2 separate regions of the Macaca mulatta genome follow, and region 2 is linked to region 1. A link is a contact called in public Hi-C data. All regions are on one chromosome and are shown on one strand. Each heading gives the region's core, a stretch centred on a gene start, on an enhancer-like site or on the middle of the called end of the contact. The rest is flanking DNA. Distances are from core to core; before and after follow the strand shown.

Region 1 (7,588 bases), core at 2,218-4,717:
TGTTTACGTATTAGTGTGATCTCACTTTAAATACATGACCATTAATCTCAAGTAGGCATTTGTGTTGCCCAGCAATGCTACTGTTTTACTATTTTCCTAAAACATTAGTCAGTTCATTCTCCTGTGCTCCTAAGTATTTCACAATTTCTCCTTTCTCTTCAAACTTCTAACAACTTTTCTTCCACATTCACTTTCACCTTATGTTCTATTTCACTGCAAAATATATCAATGCTCTTCAGCCAAAGTCCAGGAGAACCACAGCTGTAGTTGGACAACACTGTGTTTATTGACTCATTGCAATGAGGGTGAAAGAACACCATGGAGAACCATGAGGACATCTCAGTGAAAGGGTGTTAGAAAGATCTTACTACAGGATTTGGGTCTGTGTTCAGTGATTTTGCGAGGAGGATTCAAGAAGTGGAGCTTTGTCCCGGATTACATACTGTCAATAAGATGTGGTTATTCGGATTGGGTATCTTAATACCTCTTATCTAGAAGGTAGGTGGAATAAAGTGAAACTAAAGCTGTGGTTGGGAAAGAGGCAGCAGTCAGTCATATTACTCAGCATAGGGACACAGTCATTTCTGTGGTTCGAATGATGTCCACATTTTTGTCTGTGTTTAGACATGATTACTCAGTGGCCTTCTTTTTGTCTTATTCTATCATGATCATACAGTGGCCTTGCTTAATATTGGTGTTCTGTGACATTTTTTATGTTTAACAGAACACAGTTTATGCAAAGTTTTGCAGAATGAGGATGGAAACCTGTCTTTTATTGATTTATCTTATTAAGTAATTTGTTCTTTAGTATGTCATATATATTTAAGAAATATGCTCATGGCTGGGTGCAGTGGCTCATGCCTGTAATCCCAGCACTTTGGGAGGTTGTGGTGGGTGGATCACTTGAGGCCAGGCGTTTGAGATCAACCTGACCAACATGGTGAAAGCCCATCTCTACTAAAAATACAAAAATTAGCCGGGCATGGTGGTGGGCGCCTGTAGTCCCACCTACTCAGGAGGCTGAGGCAGGAGAATTGCTTAAACCCGGGAGGCAGAGGTTACAGTGAGTCAAGATTGTGCCACTGCACTCCAGTCTGGGTGACAGAGCGAGACTCTCTCAAAAAAACAAAAACAAAAACAAAACAAAACAAAAAAGAAATACACTCAGTGTCTGACATTTTGTGGAACTAGATTCAACTCTTTTCCATCTCTTCAACTTTACATTATGATTTTTAAATATATGTAAACAGTAAAAGAATAACTGAATAGTAGTATACCCTCCACTTAGGTCCAGTAATAAACATTTTGCTATTTTGTTTTCTCTGTGTATTCATCTTCATGGAAGCATTTGGAAGCAAGCTGCAGACATGGGGATACTTCACTCCTACATACTTAAATTTTTTTTTTTACATCCCCATGGATAACAGGGAACTCCTAAATATTTTAGTGTGAGTTTTCTAATAATAAAGACACCCTGCAACATAGTCACAAATTATTATTATTATTTATTACTATTATTTGAGACGGAGTTTCACTCTTGTTCCCAGGCTGGAGTACAATGGCCCAATCTCGGCTCCCTGCAACCTCCACTTCCCAGGTTCAAGCGATTCTCCTGCCTTAGCCTCCCAAGTATCTGGGATTACAGGTGCTCACCACCACGCCCGACTACTTTTTGTATTTTTAGTAGAGACAGAGTTTCACTATGTTGGTCAGGCTGGTCTAAAACTCCTGACCTCAGGTGATCCTACCATCTCAGCCTCCCAAAGTGCTGGGATTACAGGCATGAGCCACCACGCACTCTCTCTCTCTCTCTCTCTCTCTCTCTCATTCTTTCTTCTCTCGCTCTCTCTTTCTTTCTTTCTCTTTTTCTCTTTTCTGGAGATGGGGCCCCGCTATGTTGCCAGGCTGGTCTTGAACTCCTGGACACAAGCAACCCTCCCACCTTAGTCTCCCAAAGTGCTGGAATTACAGGAGTGAACCACTGTGCCTGGCCTAGAATGTCTTTTTTATAGCTGTTTGGTTGAGAACTCTGAACCCCAAATATCTGAGACAGGTCTCAGTTAATGTAGAAAATTTATTTTGCCAAGGTTAAGGACACACCTGTGACACAGTCTCAGGAAGTCCCAGTGACATGTGCCCAAGGTGGTTGGGGTACAGCTTGCTTTTATATATTTTGGGCAGACCTAATACATCAATCAACACATGTAAGATTTACATTGTTTCAATCTGGAAGGGGAGACAACTCCAAGGGGGAGAAGGGGGGGCTTTCAGGTCATTGGTACATTTACAATTTTTCTGATTTGCAATTGGTTGAAAGAGTTATTATTGACCGGGAGCTGTTGCTCGCACGTGTAATCCCAGCACTTTGGGAGGCCGAAGCGGGCAGACTGCTTGAGTCCAGGAGTTCAAGACCAGTCTGGGCAACATGGCGAAAACCTATCTCAACAAACAAACAAACAAGTAGTTAAGCATGGTGGCACGCGCCAGTAGTCCCAGCTACTCGAGAGGCTGAGGTGTGAGGATTGGTTGACTCTGGGAGGTGGAGGTTGCAGTGAGCAGAGATTGCACCACCGCACTCCAGCTGAGATAACAGAACCAGAACCTGTCTCAAAAGAAAAAAAAAAGTTAGGAACAGTAGAAAGGAATGTCTGGGTTACAATAAGGGGTTGTAGAGACCAAGGTTTTATCACGCAGATGCAGCCTCCAAGTAGCAGGCTTCCGAGGGAATAGATGATAAATATTTCTTATCAGACTTAAGGTCTGTGTTGATGTTAATAAGGCACGTCCAATCCCCTCTTTTATCATGGCCTGAACTAGATTTTCAGGTTAAATCTGGAATGCTCTTGGCCAAGAGGAGAGGTCCATTTAGATGGCTGTAGGGAGTCTTAGCATTTTATTTTTAGTTTACAGAACCAAGAATCTGCAATACTTACAGCAGTTAATCAGTAATTTCAATCCTTTATTGGAAGGACCAAGAGTTTCCTGGCCTGGCACGGTGGCTCACGCCTGTAATCCCAGCACTTTGGGAGGCCGAGGCGAGCGGATTGCCTAAGGTAGGGAGTTCGAGACCAGCCTGACCGACATGGTGAAACCTCGTCTCTACTAAAAATATAAAAATTAGCCGGCCGTGGTAGCAGGCGCCTGTAATCACAGCTACTCGGGAGGCTGAGGCAGGGGAATCGCTTGAACTGGGAGGCGGAGGTTGCAGTTAGCCTTGGCACTCCATCCAGCCTGAGCAACAAGAGAGAAACTCCGTCTCAAAAAAAAAAAAAAAGTTTCCCGAGCAATTCACGTTTTCCTACATCGGGGCAGGGTACGCCATTTCCTGGGAGGCACAGGAGTTTGTGGTTGGGAATAGGTAAGGCTCCTTGTGACCCCTAGAAAGACAAGCCTCCAGGCTAACCCAGTAACACCCTCGTCAGGAGTCCTTCACGGCCGCCGGAGGGCGCAAGGAGCTGCGGCTGGAAGTACTCGGAGGGCCGGCGGAGAAGGCGCGCGGAGTCCGTAGCTCGCAGCTCGCGCTGGAGGTGGGCGCGGGGCGGTGCCGCGGCGGCGCAGGGAGCCGCGATGGAGGGCGCTCCTACTGTCCGCCAGGTAAGCGGGCCTCGCTGGGGTAGGTTCCCATCGGTGGCTTTACCCGACTTTTTCTCACGGGGATTGCTTGAACCTTCTCAGATTACAGTTAATTCCTCCCTTCCCTTTCCTTCGTGCTCTTGGGAGTAATGTGGAAAGTTGTTACGCAGGAAACGGTTTCCAGTGCCTCTGCGAGCGCTTTCCCTACGGGCGGTGGTGGGGACATCTGCTTCCCTGTGGGCTTTGAGGGCTTGAATTTGATCCCGAAATGTCCTGGTGCGGATGTCTCAGTCCCAGGCCCCTTGGGTCAGGCCCCATGGTCGTGATTCTGACCCAGTGTCACGTTTTTCCAGCCTCGTCCCCTTCTTTTCATTCTCAGCCCTGTTACAAGCGTCCGGATAGTTTAAATCACTGTGCTGTCAGCCAAGTTTTGATTTCAACTAGTCTAGTTTTGTCATTTGTTTACTACCTTACTTGACAAAAGCGTTCTTATTAATATTCAGGATGAAACCCCGCTTTTATTGGAGGGGCGCCTGCGATTCTGAACACCTCCTGCTACATTGGTTTGTGTGTATATATTTTACTTTTCGAGAACTGCGGTCAGTGCTATATCTTTTGAAAAGCATTGTGGTTTACAGATTGGTGGAGGTACACAAATAATTGTTGAATGAACAAGTGAATGAGTGTGTTACTTCACTTGATTTGAAAAACATTACTATGAAATAGTCAAGCTGGATATTCATGAACCCAATCAGTCACTGATTCAATTATGTCCCTGGCACTGGGTGTTCGGGATTAGATGGTGATTAACATAGACATGATCCCTGCTCTCAATAAGCTTATTGTCTAGACTAGAGATAAAATTATTTCCTCTATTGTAGAGTTAAGGAACAGACGTACAGAGATTGACTTTGCTAAGGACCACACGGGTAATAAGGCAGAGAGACAGGAATCTATTGTAGCCACCCCAGAAAGCCAGAATGGACCCCCACCCCAAAGTTGATTCAGGTGTAGAAACTGATGATGCCACACACACACCATGAGGCTGGAGTGCAGTGGTGCCATCTCGGCTCACTGCAAGCTCTGCCTCCCGGGTTCACGCCATTCTCCTGCCTCAGCCTCCCCAGTAGCTGGGACTACAGGCGCCCGCCACCACGCCTGGCTAATTTTTTGTGTTTTTAGTAGAGACGGGGTTTCACCGTGTTAGCCAGGATGGTCTCGATCTCCTGACCTCGTGAACCGTCCGCCTCGGCCTCCCAAAGTGCTGGGATTACAGGCTTGAGCCACCACCGCTCCCGGCCCTGAAAAAATCTTTTACTTACATAATTAAGGTCTCTGGGGAGAGCAAGGCAGGCCTCTCAAGCAGCACCCAAATGGCTTCAGAGAGCCTCAGGAAAAAACTGGCTCCATGTCTTTTTTTCTGGTTAGGGTTAGGGAGTGGGGCCAGGGTGAGAGGTCCAGTATGCAGACAGGGGATTGCTTGAATTTCTCACCCAAGATGAAGGAAGGAGCACCCAGGCTTTCTTATCACTTACCCAGATGAGGTACAGAAGAGGAGGAGGGAGGGGTGAGGCAAACAAAGTAGACTGAGACTGGTAATAATTTACCCTTGATGTTTGATGACTGACATGAACCATCTGAATTTGAATTTGACTTTAAGTAAGCCATTGTGGCCCAGTGCAGTGGCTCATGCCTGTACTTCTAGCACTTTGGGAGGTCAAGGAAGAAAGAAGTATCTCTTGAGGACAGGAATTTGAGACTAGCCTGGGCAACATAGCAAGACCCTGTATCTACAAAAAAAAAAAAAAGAAAAAGAAAAATTAACCAGGCATGGTTGTGTGGCACCTGTAGTCCTAGCCATTTGGGAGGCTGAGATAGGAAGATCACTTGAGCACAGGAGGTTGAGACTGCAGTAACCCCTGTTTGTGCCATTGCACTCCAGCCTGGGTGACAGAGACCAAATAATTTTCAGAAATTTAACCAAGGTGGTAGGCCTTACACTATGTGTGGCGCAATGGCCCATCCTCCTTTTGTGAGCTCCTTTGTGAGTGTGTCAAAAGACTGTCCTCAGAGGAGGATGTCATCAATGGAATGTTATACTTGTGCTCCTGGGGAAAATTTGGTGCAATTAAGATTTTTCCTGTAAAGGTTGCGTATGAGGGCAAGACTGTGTACTCTGTGGTTAGCCAGCTAAAGAGATATTGTGTCTCTCTGGAGGTGAAGACCAACTATGGCTGAGGAGGTGTTGAAAGAGACACTGAACAGAACATATTAGCCAAATCTATCACAGCAAAATATTTACTAGTTGTGGACTGAATAGTCAGTAATTTCAATAATATTGGGTATAGGGGCCTTCCTGGGTAAAATGACATCATGGAGGATGTGGTAATGAACCATGAGGCACCATTCATTCTTACCAAGTTTAACAGGCCAAATTGGGCTGTTAAATGGAGAAGCAGTAGGAATAGTTACTTTCTCACGAAGTAGGTGGTTTTTTTTTTCTTTCTTTTTTTTTTTTTTTTTTTTTTGGTGAGATGGAGTCTCGCACTGTTGCCCAGGCTGGAGTGTAGTGGCATGGTCTCCCCTCACTGCAACCTCCACCACCTGGGTTCAAGCAATTCTCCTGCCTCAACCTCCCAAGTAGCTGAGATTACAGGCACGTACCACCACGCCCGGCTAATTTTTGTATTTTTTTTTTAGTAGAGATGGGGGTTTAACCATGTTGGTCAGGCTGGTCTCGAACTCCTGACCTTGTGATCCGCCCGGCTTGGCCTCCCAAAGTGCTGGGATAACAGGTGTGAGCCACCGTGCCCGGCCGAAGTAGGTCTTACATAACAAGTTTCAGTCTTTGAAGGCCCTGTTTTGTTTTATATTGGATTGTATAATTTTAACTGGGCATTGAGAGTGGCGGTCCACAGGGTCTCACTGTTTTGTTTGTTTTGAGACAGAGTCTTGCTCTGTCACCTGGGCTGGAGTAAAATGGTTCAATCACAACTTACTGTGATCTCCAGCTCTTGGACTCAGGCAATCCTCCCACCTCAGCCTCCCAAGTAGCTAGGACTACATGTGTGTGCCGCTATGCCAGACTAATCTTTAAACATTTTGTAGAGGGGGGTCCTTGCTATATTGCCCAGCTTGTTCTCCATGCTCTTGGCCTCAAGTGATCCCCCTGCCTCAGTCTACCAAAGTGTTGGGATTATACGTGTGAGCCAACATACCCAGCCTGTGGTCCCACTTCGTTGAAAGTCAATTTGTAAGCTCTAAAGACTTGATTTAAATTTAGTTTATTACTAATTGGGACAGAGTGTCCGTGGCCACAATAGGATATTTTAGAGCAATGTATACCACGATCAGTGGAGTATTTAGGCAAAGGAATAGTTCGGATGGTTAAAATGAGGCATACCTATTTGTTGTCTATTTTTTGTTGAATAACTCCTAAGATTGTAGGGGATACCTTGTTTAAATTTAGTGGGATCTCCAGTTATAACTGTAATTTGAGACCCAATATTGATTAAAGCCATGAAGATTTGCCATTTGCTGCATTTTAGCAGATGTTGAAGTTAACTTAGAACCTATGTTGTAGAGGCACAAAAGCCAGTCTTTTATCTTTTATTATATAAATTATTTTAATAAATTCTGTATGTTTTATTAGATCAATTTATGGACTTCAGTTTCAGTTTTTTTTGTTTTATTTTTTTGCTGTTGTATGTTTCCTTCCCTTCTATCCAGGTTTGTTGGTTTCTCCCTCTCTTTCTGGAGGTTGCTGGATATACTTCAGGTGGAGGAGGTCCTCTCTACCCTCTCATGTTTACGAATTTCTTTCTCCAGAGAGCCTCAAATCAGTAGCATCATGGTTAGGGGCTTCCCCCATGGCAATGGTTATTTATAGGGTTTAAGAACCTCAAGTTTGGCCAGGTGCAGTGGCTCATGCCTGTAATCCTAGCACTTTGGGAGGCTGAGGCGGGCTGATCACGTGACATCAGGAGTTTGTGACCAGCCTGGCCAACGTGGTGAA
Region 2 (7,588 bases), core at 1,972-4,471, 91 kb before region 1:
GTTATCTGTGGCATACCTTCTTGCTTGAAATCACCTTCCCTAGAAAAGAGGAGATAAAAATGCCACCCACAAATTCAAACTACAATGTCCCTGGTTCACAAAAACAGCCAACCTCAAAAGGAAGTAACATCTCCCAGTATATCTCAAACTTCTAGATGTGCATATAAATTACATACAGTAGTTAATAACCAGAAATTTATCTTCTATGGAGGAAAGACATGCCAATACAATGGAAAGTCCTACTGCTACTACTAATAAAAATACTCATAGTAAAAATATGAAGAAAAACCAGGTACGTTTTAAGTTTCAATATGATAGGCAATATAGGCAACAGTGTACAATTTTAAATATTTAACTGGTTTTGTGTTGGGACTTCTGCAGTTTCCAATTTTAGATATTTCAATTTACTGTTTACTTAGCTCAATATACAACAGAACACTTAGCAAATAAAATTCCATACAAAAGCCACACAATCAGGACCACTGTTTCATTTTTACAGGTCATTCCACATTAAGAGTCAGGACTATAAAACTGACCACACTGTGCACGGTGGTACAAGTTTTGGAACTGAAGGCGCTTAACTTATTTTAAACCTATACTGTTGTAGGTTCGGTATCCAAACACAAGGTTCACACAACTCATTTGTTGAGTGTCTTAAATACAGACTTAGAAGTAAAAAAAATTAAAAAGTTTCATCTCACCTGAGAGTTCATTTGTTAAGTTAAAGGGATTATTCCTGTGAAATCATCTTAAAGGTTTACAGTAAAGAATAAAATTCTAAGCTCCCAATCATAAGAAGTATTAAGAACTTCACAGGCATAGTTACTGGCATAAAGGTACAGATTCAATAATTTTAAGTTTCCTCTAAATTCGGCCAGTTACCCATTTCTAGGGATCTGCCTTCATCAGGTTACATGTAAATATCCATTTTAAACAGAGATAATTGCTCCATGAATATACTAATTAAAGGTAGATTGTGAATAATATGACTGTTCAGCTCCATTTCTATCGCCAAGTTAGGTATCAGAAAGAACATCACACCCTATAGAGTCTGAACTAGATTGAAGATTTTGGATCGAAACATACAGAATAATTTCCTGGCAGCCCCCTTTGTAAATCCATGGCAATTTCAACACTGGGAACTCTTCAGCCTCGTTTTTCTTAACAGAACATGACAAATAAGTATTGAGTGCCTGACAATGAGTACAAAAATGAGTAAGAGTCAGCAGCTATGCTCAAGAAGTGCAGTATATACCACCCTTGGTGGCTCACGCCTGTAATCCCAGCACTTTGGGAGGCAGACGTAGGTGGATCACTTGAGCAGGAGTTTGAGACCAGCCTGGCCAACACAGTCAGACCCCCGTCTCTACAAAATATTCAAAAATTAGCCAGGCGTGGTGGCACGCGCCTGTGGTCCCAACAACTCGGGAGGCTAAGGAGCGGGGACTGCTTGAGCTTGGGAGGCAGAGGTTGCAGTGGACCGAGGTCGTGCCACTGCACTCCGGCCTGGGCAACAGAGCGAGACCCTGTCTCATTTAAAAAAAAAAAAAAAAGAAGAGAAGAAAAAGAAGTGCAGTATAGCAGAAAAACAACATTCTCCAAATATGTTGGATTGTCATCTGAAATAGCCGAACTTCCCAGATCATGATTCCAGTGGGGCAAATACTTCTTATACCCGTCAATTTTATTTCCCCAACTGGAACTCTTTAGAACTTGATGTGAAACAATGCAGGTATTGTGAATAGTTCACGGTTCTTAAACTTTAAAGATTCTTAATACAAAACATACAACTCAACATTAGAATAAATATACAGTATTTAAAGGAAAATTAAGAGTAAGGAAACATGTTACAGACCTAAGACCAAATTAAACTTTCTTTGAATCTCTTCAGGAACCTCAAACACCGATACAGAGAGATATTATTTAGGTCCTTGTTTGGGGATGTATGAGATTACGATGAAAGTGACTTTTATTTCATCCTCAAAAGGGCTGTTGAATAGTTGGAATGACTTCGTTAACTTAAAACATAGTTACGATTTCTTAATCGATTTACAGAAACAACAAACTACGGCATCGCAGAGAGCTTTTCACGTTTACGAGCTTCATTTCTTTGAGGGTAAAGACAAGTTCCAAAACGGCTTACTGATGCAATGCTTCGGAAAAATGTTATGTAATTAATATATTAAAACTATACAACTTAATGGTAAGGAGACATTTCATAAAAATTTAAACAGTCGGTCCAAAATAATTCCTGATTTTACCTAAGAGGCAAACGATGACAGACCGAACATTAACTTTGCCAATCACCTGAAAGGAGCAGCGTGGTAAAACTACCCAGGACCGCATCAGCACTCAGGGGCAATAGTGAACCACTGAAGCAATAGCTCCACCTACTGATCCACCCTATACTTCCTTAAACATGTTGGCACCCCAAGTCTACAGCGATCGCGCTCTCTCCCCCTCCTCCACTCGCTGTGACCCAACCCAAATCTAGTTGAGTCACTAGCTCTTAATATTCATCCCCGTGCTCTTTATTCCAATTTCTTCTTCCTCCAGAAGGTTCTGCACAGCTCCCAAGCGTGAATAAAACTGAAAGGTGTCAAACACCGCAGTTCCAGAGTGGAGTCTGGAGGTGGAAGACAACCAAACCACTCCACCTGGAGCGGCGGGCCGGCGTGGCTCAGAGGTCCGCTCCCGGGAAGGAGGCCCCGGGCGCCTCATAATAGCCTTTCCATGTTGCCCCACTCAGCTGCTTCTCTCCACTCAACCCACAATCGTCCTCCGAACCGAAACCCTGAAGCCACCGGGTCTTGCCTCCGCTGGCCCTTCAGCCCGCCAACAGCCCAAGCCTCGCCTCCGCCCCCTCCGGGAACCGAGGAAACTGAGAAGGCGAGAAATCTCCCTCCGCCGGTCTTCGCCCTGAATCTCTCCTCGCCTTCGCAGCTCTCCCCCTCTACATGGGCCCGGGCCCTTCTACCCCGCCGGCCGGGCCCTGCCCGGCTGCCCTTCCTCACCCTTTCATCTTCCCCGCCTGCTGAGGCCGTCGTTACCACCGATATCAACGCCGTCGTAGTCGCCGCCCTCAGGTCTCCGCGCCCTCAGCTCGGGCCACTCAACCCCGCAAGCCGGCCTCCTAGCCTGGGCAGGGAGCTGGGCGAGCAACGAAGGCCGCGAGAGTCGAGTGAGGGCTTGAGTCTGGTGGGGGCGGGAGTGTCTCCCGCCGCCGTGCTAGTGCTGCCGCTACTCCACACGTGCACTCGGGTCTCTCAGCTCCCTCCCGCCGCTGCCGCCAGCCAGACCCGCTGCCGCGCTGTGACCTTTCACCCCGCCCCTCGCGCGCCGGCGCGTCAGCCGCCTCGCGCGCAGTCGTACTGCCAGCCTCCGCGCACCCTGCCCCCTCCACTCCGGAACGTCCATCTTTCTCCCGGACTGTGCCTTCTGGCGTCATGCTCCTCCTTCCCACCCCCTTACGACACTGCTTGTGGGGCTGGCTCGGTAAGCCCTGGCGGTAAAATCCAGATTTTTCCACCCCTCCCTCTTCTATCCCATATCCGCAAGATTGGTTTTCTCGGCCCTGTTCTTCCCGGTTTGTGGTCTCCAGAGTGACCTTCAAACGCACTTGCCTCCTAGTAGAGTTTTATAAAGCTGGTTCTTCCAAATGTAAAGAAATCTGTGTAAAGCTCAAGTAAGTTAGGTGTTTTAAAGCAAACGTGGTTAACAATCGGCCGGATAGATTGGCTACCCTCCAGCACGCCTCAAGTTTTGAGATCACGTGATTGGCCCAAACCTCAGAGCCTGGAATTTTACCGGCGAACTCCAGAGGGACGGAACCCCACCGCCATTTCCTGTCCCTCGATCGTGGCGTGAACGTCACTTCCTTAGCAATGCGCTCTAACTCTTGCTGTCCACATTTTCCACATTGTACTTTACAACATAGTCCTTGTGAAAATTTATCTTTTATTTCTTTAATTCAAGAAGATTAATATTCAAGGGATACGTAAAAATACAAGCCCCCCGAGATGTAGCGCGCCGGGATGGGGGAGGCAGGGCGGAGCTCGACGTCACGTGACTGGTTGGGCCCGCCCCTCCCAACCCTGTGCAGCTGAGGACTTCCCCCCGTGGTGACAGAGCCTCTCGGTCCTCGGTCGGTACGGTCTCTGCACCTCGCGCCCCAGCAGGTGAGCGGCGGCCGGTAACTGGCGAGTGGTGGGGATAGAGGGGGTGGAAGGAGGCAGAGGGGAGAGAAGGGAGAGTGTGAACGGCGACCTCCCTGCCTGAGGCTTCCTCCCCGCTGTCACCCTGCACCGGCAAGGAGCTCCTTTCTCCTTAACCCCCGCTCCCCCAACTGTGGTCGTTCCCGCTCCTTGGGGTTTGAGATGTCCACCTTTCCCAGGGTTGGAAGTGAGTGCGGCCATTATGGTTCCCTACTCAGAGCCTTTGGGGCTTCGGGTAGCAGATCGTTTCAGCCATTTCACAGGGTCTGCAGTAGACATTAGGTCCCATTCCTTAAAGCCCGTTCTTTGGCCAGGGTCCTCACTGTCCTTGCCCTCAGCTCAGGGCTGAGGAGCGGGGAGGTAGCAAAAACCCTGGAGGCAGAGGCGTCTCCAGTGAGACAGGCTTGGGAGGGACTGTCACTGATACGGCCCTCACTGCAGAGTCACTGAGAAGCTTCCCTCCGAAGGTGCTTTCTCAGTAATTCTAAGGGTTTTATCTGACAGACCTGCAGGGAAGGTTCCGGAGATGTTCACGTGCTTCGGATGGGACTGGAAGGGTAAAAGAAGGGCTTTTACTTTTTCTTCTCTGAGGAAGAGGACAGTTGAAGGAGTACTGTCTTCAAAACGGGAGGTGTTAGTAATGCGACAGTCTCGATTGAATGAGGAGGCGTTGAAAGATGGTGTTGTGGTGTCGTGGTGTGTAGGAGGCCCAGGCTGGTTTAGGGAAAAGTGAGTAGGGTTCCCTGAAACCAAAATAAGAAACTGATTGGGTCGGAAATACTGTTAAACCAAATTTATTTGGCCATATGCTGAAAGGTAGAATCAAGTCGAGATGTTGCTGTCTGCACATGTTTTCTGCCTTCAATCCTTCCCTTTTTGTTATTTTTTCCCTAAAATATAACTTAATTGACACTCCCAATCTATTCCTTGACCGGCTTTGTGGTAAATTTAGGTTAAGTAGCATTTGTATCCCTCTTTAGCTTTCCCCATTTGTAAAACTCCCAGTGCCCTCTTCAGATTTTGATGAATAGTATTTTGTGAAAAAACAGAAATTGTTGTCCAATTGAAAATATAGGTGTTGTCCAACCCAAGTACTCCCGTTCCTGTAATGTATTACCAATGTTTTGACCCCAAACAATGTGCTTTAGGGAAGAATGTTTTTCAGTTTGTGGTTAAACTCTTTTATTTATACTGCAAACTCAGAAAATTCCATGCTGCTTTTCATTTGGAGGTCTTACAAATGTTACAAATTTGATTTTTGAAATTTAAATTACACCTTAATATGAAAAATTATATGCTCAGTTAAATCTTGTAGTTTTCTAACCAAGGTAATTAAGGAAGACTGCTGAAAAATGAGGAAGATGGAATCGTCTTTGAGTGGTGGATGTGACTGATTTGTTTTTCTGTGTCTTCCAAATTCTGTACAATAAACTGGTCTTATTTTGTTAAGGAGAACAAAAAGTTAAAATTCTACGGTAGTAGCAATTTAACAAAGTATTTTTATGGTAAGTTCAAAATACATAACCTGCCTTATTTTGATGCTCCTTAATAGAAAAAACCTCGAAGATGTTGCTTTCCCCAAGTAATGAAGATTACTATTATCTCTTGTGGATTTACCATTTTAACATTTCGTACTTAAGTCGCATACTGGGCAATAGACTAATATATTGATACATTTATATCACCATGCCTGCTGTAGATATATATATGTAGTTTTATCTATTAATTTTCTCCATAGTAAGGTTCCATGTGGTCTGGAAGTCCTAACTAGTCCTGTCTGGCTGAGACCAAAATGGGAAAGGGAAAACCAGCTAGAAGCATTGGCTACTAGAGGGAAAAATGTCAGTATGAAAGTGGTTGGATGAGTCTGCAGTTTTATTTCACAATTCCCCCAGTTTTAGAGAACTTGTGAAAGCAATAACTTAGACCACTGATGAAATGTAGATTAGTAGTGGGAATTGGTGACTACATTGCTGGTAAGGTTAAATGTGAAAAAAAACTTTGACATTATACACAGATCTCACACGCACATACACAGGATTGGAAGCCTGGAAAACATTTCTGAGACTTGCCTTACCAGTTTTCGAGTGTTACATGTAGAAATCTTAACATTTATTAGGGCATTGTGCTATAGTCCACCATTACATAAAACATAAGGGTTTAGTTTTGTTTTAGGGCCCTTGGCACTTCTGGTTTTCTTTTCCTGAGGCCTTTCTTGTTTTCAGTGCCTTTATAGATTTTTGCCACCACTAAGAATGCTTTCTTCTCCCATAGACAGAGGTAGCCACTCAGTCCTATAGACTTCTAATCATCATCATCATCATCATCATCATCATCATCATCATCATCATCTTTTCTATTCTTCTACTTGTACTTCTAGCATTGTATTTAATTGCTGTTTCCTGAGCTGTTCCTCAGCAAATCATAAAGCTTCCAGGACTGTGAACTATAGTACTATTGTGTCTTCAGCACCAGAATACTGAAGTACCTGATAGGTACTCAGTAAATTGTTTATTGAATGAATATTGGAAAATTAGACAAGGAAATTAAACCACTTTAATTTTTGCAGATCATAACTCTTCCTAAAGTTGTGCACTAAATGTTAGCTTTTAAATATAAACTGGTAATAACCTTCCAAATTTATGGTCAATACAATAGATAAAAACCTCAGATGACTTTATTAAGGCTAAGACCACCTTATTTTCACAACATATTTGTTTGCTAGTAAATATGGTTCTCATCAAAATATGGGAGAGACGGGAAGAGGACTAGCACTAGACTAAAAGTCAGAGGATCTTCATTCAGCTCTGCCACTTTAGTTATATGTCCTTTTAAGTAATGCTGGGGAGGGGTTCAGTTTTGATACTTAGGAACCTTCCTGTGACATAGTCCCTAGGTAATCTATGTGAAAATATCTTAAAAACTAAGTGATGTCTGTAATCCCAGCACTTCGGGAGGCCAAGGTGGGCAGATCACAAGGTCAGGAGATCGAGACCATCCTGGCTAACATGTTGAAACCCTGTTTCTACTAAAAAAATACAAAAAATTAGCCAGGCATGGTGGCACGCACCTGTAGTGCCAGCTACTTGGGAGGCTGAGACAGGAGAATCGCTTGAACCTGAGAGGTGGAGGTTGCAGTGAGCCAAAATCACGCCACTGCACTCCAGCCTGGGCGACAGAGTGAGACTCCATCTCAAAAAAAAAAAAAAAAACTGGTGTGTAAAATGGTAAAGCAATGTAGCTCAGACTTTACATGAATTGATTTCCCAGTCATAGAGACCTAGTTGAAGTTCTGGCCTTACCACTTAATAACTATGTGACTTTGGACAGTGTACTTAAGTAAGGTTAAGTTTTCTCATGTTTAAATCTATACC

What was found. Hi-C and Micro-C count contacts between places; a contact is called where the count stands out from the background.
Region 2: a Hi-C map of fetal cortex germinal zone shows a contact between it and region 1, with 2.2 times the contacts expected there. The contact joins the promoter of NAA50 here to the promoter of GRAMD1C in region 1. A contact is called at or near these places in 2 of 14 Hi-C or Micro-C datasets (fetal cortex germinal zone and liver).

What each region holds. Positions count from the first base shown.
Region 1 is chr2:169,886,151-169,893,738 of T2T-MMU8v2.0, reverse strand. GRAMD1C (GRAM domain containing 1C) reads left to right here and starts at 3,467. Exons shown (of 19, transcript XM_077993914.1): 1 at 3,467-3,594. The coding sequence starts at 3,568.
Region 2 is chr2:169,976,827-169,984,414 of T2T-MMU8v2.0, reverse strand. NAA50 (N-alpha-acetyltransferase 50, NatE catalytic subunit) reads right to left here and starts at 3,221. Exons shown (of 5, transcript NM_001261371.2): 1 at 3,015-3,221. The coding sequence starts at 3,022. It overlaps ATP6V1A (ATPase H+ transporting V1 subunit A), which reads left to right and starts at 4,129. Exons shown (of 15, transcript NM_001260658.1): 1 at 4,129-4,178.